Linked DNA regions of Bicyclus anynana: region 2 is linked to region 1. The links are chromatin contacts, called in public Hi-C maps. All regions are on one chromosome and are shown on one strand. The core of a region is the stretch at or near the end of the contact, and the rest is flanking DNA. Distances in the headings are between cores, read along the strand shown. Region 1 overlaps LOC112044442 (protein alan shepard). Region 2 holds the start of LOC112044442 (protein alan shepard).

Region 1 (4,852 bases), core at 2,005-4,504:
AACACGACTGACATTATTCTATAGGTATCGGACGATAAGTTGCAAGTATCTGATACGTCTTGATATTCCTTCCCCAGTAAAAATGTACCGAGACTTAAAGCCAAAACAGCTGCCAAGAAACTTGGCATTCTCAATAAAGTTCATTGGTATTTCACGCCGAAACAAATTCTGATTTTGTATCGGGCTGAGGTTTCGTTATACAGGAAAGTATTGCCAAGTATAACCGGAGTTTTGTAACGAAAGGTGTTCAATTGTTAACTTTTTGCAAATATATAATACGTCATGATATATATAGTACTATACAGAGTGCTGGGGAGTATTTCCCATAGGCGACTCTCTTTTCTTTACCGAAAATTAATTAAAAATGTTCAAGGAATTTATTTGTTCTAAAATTAATATTTTTGGGGTAAATAATATTTCGTTTGTAATTAGATCTTAAAACGTCTGATCTTTTACGCATCCTTATAATTATGACGTAGTCAACGTATTTTAAAATGCAAGAATAGATAAAGGCGTGTGTTACATGGATAGTCGGAATTTTCATTTTTTCGTTAAAAATATATATGCTGTTCGGCTCCTATAATCTTCGCTATTTTAGAAAGACTGAAAGTTTGTCAGCTCATGCTCCTACCATAAGTAAGTAGCCAATTATAGAGTTTGGATCGTGGTGGTTTTGGGAGGTAGCGGGTTTTTTCATGTTTTCCTTGGTATAGTATGAAAAATTATATTCCCAGTCAATTTCGCGGCAACCCTTCCAAAAACACTAATTGATTTTAAACTTCAAGGGTCTCTAGCGAAGGGTTGCCATTAAGCCAAGTGTCAGGCAAATGAGTCTATCATTTCTCATATTATGCCGATAAAAATATAATATAAAATAGACGATCGAGGGTCCTTAAAACCTACCTGCCAAAGACACCACAGTCCAAACTCCATAATTGGCTGTACCGTAAACTGTACTTACTTATGGTAATAAACCGTACTTACTTATGGTACGAGCATGAGCTGACAAACTAAGCCTCAATAGCTCAACGGTAAGAGCGGTCGGACTCATCATCGAGGGGTGGTGGTTCGATCCCCACCCCGTTGGTCTATTGTTGTACCCACTCCTAATACAGTCTTTCCCGAGTAGTTGGAGGGGATATTGGTCATATTTAAAAGATACGGCAAATATACTTGAAAAATAACAAACTATCATCTTTTATAAAATGACGAAGGTCTGGGCTTCACGGGCTCTCCGTCTATAAATACCTCGTACACAGGATATTGTAAACGGTGAAGTAACCGTTAGCTGAACCAAAAAAATAAACAATGCAAGTAAAACAAATTCACGCTATCGCCACGCTTAGTAGGAGTTTCCCCTATCAAGTATCGCTATACTAGACGCAACTAGGTAGGGGAAAGAGAATAGCTTCAATCAGTTCAATGATTTATTTTCTAAAGCGAGTCGGTGCGCCGGTAGACTTACTAGCGGTTACTGGGATTGTTAGCCCCTTTGAAAGCACAATTTATACTGTCTAGACGCGATAGCTGAAATATTAGGTATAACGCGCAAGGCGAACTTTTACTTCTGTTTTATTTTCTACATGTATGCTTTAATGAAATTATAGTGAATGTGACTACGTTCGAAATTTATTTATTTATTCGAAATTCTATAATTTATGACACATTGAAGCATTAATGCAAGCAAAGCAAAAAAAACAAAATGAATGTATGAATACTTTTATATTTTGTAGAATAGGGATGTAGAGCTTAGGCTCAAACTTGGTCAAAATAATGAACTTATAATATTTATTACATGGCTTTGACTATTAAGATTAGGGACCTGACTCGCTAGACATTACCCCTCTGTCAAAAGTATATGATCATTTGTCAATTTGGGTGCGATGCATCTCCTTATCTAATTCCTCTATGTGTAAAAGTGGAGATTGCTATGCCAAGACACTAAAGACACTGGATGGTTTTATAATTAATCGTATTATAACGACAAATATTTATAAATTTTACTATAATACTCCTCAACGCAATGAAGTACGTAGTACAATGTCGTATGTACATAAAGGTCGATTTACCTCGAATAGAATGATACTAGCTCGTTTATTAAATCGACTAAAACCGTTCAGTTGATTTCATTTCATTGGTTGCCACCTAAAACCATATTAACATTTCAAAGCTGTCCAGTTGTTTGCGAGCAACTAAAATTTCTATCAATTATTCCACAGTTCGGTGCATCAGTCAGCCCAGTACAGTCTAGTTCATTAGGTAACGTTGGGTAGTTTAGGCAGATATGTAAACAGTGTGCAATTTCCCTAATTAAGTACCCAGGAGCGTGTTTTGCAGACGAATTGTTTGTGACGTGAACGAGTCTAATTAGGTTTGCCGCAGCTTGAAAAAATATACCAATACGAACGTAACCTTTTTCACACGCTATTCTCAATTCGTTACAATTTTTTTTTCGTTATTAATTAATTAATTTTCGTCAATATCTTCCGTATATGCATTATTAGTATATTATATAAATGATTTTAATTAGATAATTTAATTACTAATTAACTCAAACTCAACTCAAAATAACTCAAATTAAGAAGAAGTTATAATTAATTTTTAGATTGACGATAATGCCACCAGATTTAGGGTTTGTAAAAAATCTTCAATTTGCCATGATATACAATTAATGCAAATGCTCTCGTGACATCTATCTGTATTATTACGACTGTATTCTGTGATATTTCATCAATTTTAACATTGAAACAGAATATATAAGTTTTTTGGGTTATAAAAAATGAAACTCAGTGATTTTTTCGTGTGGGTTTGAATGATACGATTTTTTTACTCGGACATCACGTATATTCTTACTATGAGAATCAGTTGAATTTTCTGAAGCAGATTCGTATAATACGCGTTATTGGTCTGGATGATACGATTTTTTTACTCGGACATCACGCATATTCTTAGTATGAGAACCAGTTGAATTCATTGAAGCAGATTCGTATAATACGCGTTATTGGTTTCGATGATACGATTTTTTTACTCGGACATCACGCATATTCTTAGTATGAGAACCAGTTGAATTCATTGAAGCAGATTCGTATAATACGCGTTATTGGTTTGGATGATACGATTTTTTTACTCGGACATCACGCATATTCTTAAGAGAACCAGTTGAATTCATTGAAGCAGATTCGTATACGCCCGTTGCTTGGTTGTATCTCTGCGGGACCCGGTTTAATAAGGCCTTTCACTGTGACGAGCGTCACGCGCGCCTCCAACGGTGAAATGTGTAGTGACTAGTGTCCTTCAGATGCGACCAAACGTATATTAGCGGTGCCGCTTACGACGGCCACTCACGATCAAGTTAACCGTAATAGTAGGGGAGCCGAAGAGGGGATTTTTGCAGTTACTCAAGCGCGGCAGATGAATATGGGAGTATACTCTGCACGTTGTTCAGTACCTTCACTAAGTATGAGCCCTTAATATTGGTGGGTACGTTTATGGCAACCAAAAAAAAAACTTACTTCAGAAATACTCAACCAGCGCATCAGATTAAGATAAAGTAGGTGAGTTGATAGCTAAAAGGTGCGGATTTCGAAAATCTGATGATTGATGAGCGTAACGTAATGGGAGAGTTCTAATGTTACAAAATAAAACATTTATATTACTGTTATCGAACCACGAGCGCGGTCAATTTTTACTTATTTTTAATGAACTAATCTAAGAAGTAACAAAGTTTGTAGTTTTTTTTCTCCACTGCTGAAAGTCAAAAAGTATATAACCATTTATTCTTTCTATCATCTAATCTACCAAATCTAATCGATTCCAATGACACTTTAGTAACTGCAAATTGAGTATCCCGGACTATAAAGTCTGCAGAACGTTCAGGAATATGAGCAGTGAGAAAAATATTGTAGAGAATCAGGCTTTACTTTGCGGAAGTACATTTTAAATACTGACTATTTTACCTTTGTACTTTGGATTTTAACACCGGAACATGAGATGAGAGAACAACTAGCGTGAATTGGGACATTCCGTTATATAAGATAACGGAATCTAATGGAAAAAGTACACAATAAAATAATTTAACCAAAAGCAAAGCGAAAAAAGGCTTAATATAAATAATTACAAACACAAATTGCTATATTCATTACGAATAAATTGACGTCCAGTCCAGTAAAAAATAATTAATTTTAATTAGCGAATATGATAATGCAACACATTTACGATCGGCGTGCTTAGTGCAGCGTGGTGGCGACGGGAGGGCGCGGGCGCAGACGCGGGCGCGGGCGCGGGGGCGGGCGGCGGCGCGTGCGCGGCCCTGGCGCAAGGTCAATGGCACGCGCCTCTCCCACTCGCACACCGGAATTCCATATTTAAATCTCGTCCGCAGAAAAATGGCGCTCGGCTTCATTTTGCCGTAGCGTGTACGGAGAATTAATAAAACATACCTTGCGATTTCACTCATCTTTTTTTACGGTGACTAAAATGCAGCTGCCTCCAGACTCGATCGCGTTATTGTAAATAATAATGTTTTATATCAGTGCAATCGCCGTTCACCGTATTAATGCGTCCCAGATTGCCGGCCGGTCAATGATAACGGGTCTTGAAACATCAAAAAATCGTAAGTAGATATTTACACACGTGGAACGATCAAATTATAAGCTATAAAATTAACTTAAGAGACAAATTGTGTGCAATTTCGTAGCAGAAATAAACAGGTTCGGATGCTTAATTTAAGTTTTGTAGGACGAGTATTTGCGCTCGTGGGTTGTGGACGGACACAATTAACTTGGTAAAGCGAACTGCAAGTCACGGTTAATCGTACGACTCGGATTTCAGCACAAAAGACTAGAGAAGGGTG
Region 2 (4,209 bases), core at 413-2,912, 46 kb after region 1:
TAGAGTTTGTAAGCGCGTGGGAAAATGTTAAGTTGAAAGCCAATTTTACAAGAATTCTAGGATATTTTAGGTTATGTTTTCATGCAGGCCTGAAAGTTGTTCTTTATTATAGAGTGAAATAAAATAAATCTTCTAATAGCGCTTGTTCGTGAAATTTCGAAATGTTCAAACAAATATTGATATGGCAGAATCCATAAATATAACCGTCTTTTAAATTTGTTCCGAAAAATGCAATCCACACTCGTCTTGTGTAAGCCGTGTATTATTAAAATGCATTTATACTTTGAGCACGCGATTGTACCGGAAAACGGTAAGTACTTCTTCCGGTACAGAATAATTTACGATCAATTATGAACGAATAAAAATTCTCATTTTGTTGACCGTAAACCTGACATATTTGTCTGATTTAGGCCAATTTACAGAATGATTTGTTGGTCTAAATCGACGTTCATCATTTGTTTTAATTACTAGTTTCATCATCACTCAATGAGTGTACATTAACGAGTAATCGTACAAGTGTTCGGTGACGTCAGACGTAGAAAGCTTTCAGTCTTCCAACTGTTAACGTCGCTATCAGTGCGACCTTCGCAAGAGCAGGTTGATAAGAGATAACGAATCTCTTCGGTAGTTGCTAGCCAGTGTACCTGATCAACGTAATACACAATTTTGGCTTCAAATAATTCTGATTTGACATTATCACAAATATTTCATTTCTGATTTTCTACTGGTGTTTCAGGGACTGATGACACGAGGTAAGCTTCTTCACATATATCACGTGTCGGTCGTGAAATGAGGAGCATTGGAAAGGATGTTATAACAATTTGCTGTCGTCATGATAGTAGGGCATTCGATTCAGGCAGCGGTGGGAGCCGGCGGTCGCGTGGGGCTGACGGTTTGCGCAAGAGTATCAGCCGACCGACGGGAAGTCAGCTGGCTGCACAACCGACGCGCGGTGCGGGAGGGGAGCTCACAATAAATTGACGCTAAGTACCTCATTCGCCACTACAAACACAGTCATGTTTTGCTTTCAGCGTTTCACGATATGAATCCCAATTCATAACATGACTTTCCACAGACGACCGAGCGCATAGCTGTCAACCGACACTGTTTATCAACAAAACCGATAAAGCAGCCAATTAAAGATCGAACGACGTTTCCTGTAACCTGTCAGCCGTCGGCGTAACACTGACATCCAAGAAGCTGTTGGGCTATCGGGTGCCGATTTTCGCGAGCGACTCGAAATAGAAACGTGTCGGGCGCGTGCATGCAGTGATCGATCGCACTCAGGCACTCACCGTGCGCTCGAAGGCAGTAAGCGCGCCGGTCAGCTGAGCGGTGAGCCGTCGGCGTGCGAGTGTTCGCGCGGGCACCGGTGCGAGCTGGGCCTGCTGCGGCTCGCGCTGACGGTCCGGGGCACTGCACGACGCGAGCGGGCTCCGGCCTGAGATCACCGAGGGCACACACACACGGACCGAGTCAAGCGGAGACGACGGGCATCGCGGCTCTCGCGTACTGGCAGCGAGAGTGTCGGCGAGCGACTGAGTGCCGGCGGACGGCGCGGGGGCCGCCGCCGGCACCCGCGCCGCCCCTCGCCGCCCACTTCCTCCGATGAATGACAATAATGGAAGACGTTCAACTCGCCCGCAAACCGAATAATATGAATCATTGCATTAGGGTGCAGCCCCGCCCGAGTCCGGCCCGCGAAACTCGCGCCTCACCCGCCTGAATATTCATGGAGGGCCAAGGTACGCCACGGCGACGTCGTACGTCGCGCGGCCGATAAACCTGCGGTACACATTTCGTAGCGATTGCAATCTGGAGCGCATAGAGAAATGTCGCAGTTGGCCGCTATGCGGGTAATTCCGAGCGCTCGGCCGCTCGCAATTAGCAGGTTCGCATGGCCGGCGGCGGCGGCGGCTCCGCGGCCGGCGCGCGACGCCACTAATCTTATCTCGGCTAATCTAATCCGGCGTGACGCCCTCTCTTGTGTTTTCTTCCAATTGTGTCCACTCGAGGTAAATTAAAGGTTTACCCTCGGGAGTTCAAGCTACATTTTAATAGTATCATCCCCCACATTAAGTTTTGAAATTTATCGTATGTGCTAAATACAACAATTTTGCTCAAATTTTGTATACGAGACAAAATTGATTACAGAATTATATATAGCATTGAATTTTATTCGGAAAACCCGATGAATCCTAACGACCGCAAATGAAATGTTTAGAACATTTTTTTCCTTATACAGCACGAACCCTTTTAATTGCATTATAATAATACCTACCGAGTGTATTTTAAAATCTTCCTTAATAATAGGGGAACATATGTTGCCGGGAGATTTATGATAGCAGACCTCGCGAAGAATTGGACATTAAGGTCCCGGGTCGGTGTCGCGGAGCTACGCTTTATTTTATTTTGCGTCTTAAAGTTCATCCTCTAGACCGGTTCACCCACGCCCATGGCTCGCACAGATTTCTGCATCGACCCGCCATACAAGTTACTTTATATCCCTTTTTATCCTTTTGCAAAATGTGATATTGGCCTCGCGTTAATAGTGAAACGATTCGCCGTAAAACTCCTATTAAAATTTTCCTCTTCTCGACGTAATTGTGAACATCCGGTGGTCCTGATATATGAGCGCGCAACTAATCCGTACCTCTCGGTGATATAAAAACCTTGGTTAAGTTTTGTTAAGGTTTTTTAACGTTCAGATGATATAGACATATTGAGTATGTTTCTCAGCTTTTTAAATAAACGTCTGACCCGATCTAGGTAAAACTTAATACGAAAACCAGCTGACCTGGTAAACGTGGTTTTGCCTTATTACTATTAAGACATGGGTTATGGGTTGCCACATCATAAAAAAATTAAAAATGAAAATTTTGTCTAAAAAAATAAAATAAACTATTTGGGGTGTACTATTGTAGGGGCTGACGCAGCGCTTATCAAGTTAAATGCTTATCAAGTTTTCACTTAGGGGTATGAAAAACAGATGTTGGCCGATTCTCATAACTACCCGATATGCACATAAAAATCGGTCCAGCTGTTTTAGAGGAGTTTGGTAACAAATACCGCGACACGAGAATTTTATTAATTAGCTGGGTATGAATGTAGTAACGTTATAATGTGTTTACAACTCAACAAGACATGAATTCGTCTCGGTTAGTATTTTTCAAACGCGCTACTTACTACACCTAGATAGGCTAACTATGGGCCTTATTAGAAGGCTCAAAGTCACTCAGCGGGCGATGGAGCGAGCTATGTGTTTCTTTTAGGGTCGAATCAAAAATAAGGAGATCCGCAGATCACTGACTTAACTCAGCGAGTCGCGAAGCTAAAGTGGCACTGGGCAGGCCACATAGTTCGAAGAGCCGATGGACGCTGGGGTCCAAGGTGCTGCAATTGCGACCCCGCACTTAGTAAACGCAGTGTTAGTCGACCTCCCACTCGGTGGACCGAGGATATCAAGCAATTTGCACGGAGCCGCTGGATGCTGGCGGTTCGAGACCGTTGTGCTTGGACGTCCATGCAAGAGGCTTATGTTCAGCAGTGGACATCCATCGACTGCTTATAGATAGAGGCTAATTTCGTAAATAACACTGTCTAGTTACATAAACGTAGTCACATAACGCTACTGGAGACAAAATAATTCAAAAAATCTAAAAAGCTAATTTCTCAAAGACTCATTTCCAAAAGTAGAGACTGAAGTTTAACACAAGAGTTAGTTAAATAAACGAAAACCTTTTGCGGTTCCGATATATTATTTTTAAGGGTAGTAAAAGTTTTCAGCTTAGAACAGTTTGTATAATTTATCAAGTTTTCGCCAGGTGGTCAGATAAGAGGCAAAACAAAGACCATGTTGATGAATTGAATAGACACAAAGGATTGCGTCAAGACAAGCAATATATTGCAGCAAAAAATGTACCGAGTTACGCTTGCTCATTTTATGTTTATTTACACAATACTATATATCATTAATTTTAAATGACATTCCGTGCCTACAATGTAATGAAGCTTGCGGTAGCCACACATGTCGCATTTAGGAAGGCTGCAAGTTTGTCAGCGAATGGACCTACCATAGCGAAATATGATAGATTATGGAGTTCGAATTATGGTGGTTTTGAAAGGTAGTTTTCAAAAGTCCAGACCCTCAATCGTCCAAATACAAGGAGCATAGACAAACTTTCGACCTTTATAAAATGAGCTTGGTAT

Evidence for each region. A called contact is a pair of places that touch in the nucleus more often than the background predicts.
Region 2: a Hi-C map of whole larva shows a contact between it and region 1, with 3 times the contacts expected there. The contact joins the promoter of LOC112044442 here to the enhancer-like site in region 1. A contact is called at or near these places in 2 of 2 Hi-C or Micro-C datasets (whole body and whole larva).

The regions. Positions count from the first base shown.
Region 1 is chr14:7,718,452-7,723,303 of ilBicAnyn1.1, forward strand. All of the region lies in intron 1 of LOC112044442 (protein alan shepard), which reads right to left. Among protein-coding and RNA genes, the nearest start is that of LOC112044442, 47 kb to the right of the region's middle. Within about 2 kb of position 3,255, at least 8 of the 8 cell types and tissues checked have open chromatin away from gene starts, as enhancers often do.
Region 2 is chr14:7,766,537-7,770,745 of ilBicAnyn1.1, forward strand. It overlaps LOC112044442 (protein alan shepard), which reads right to left and starts at 1,663. Exons shown (of 10, transcript XM_024080291.2): 1 at 1,296-1,663.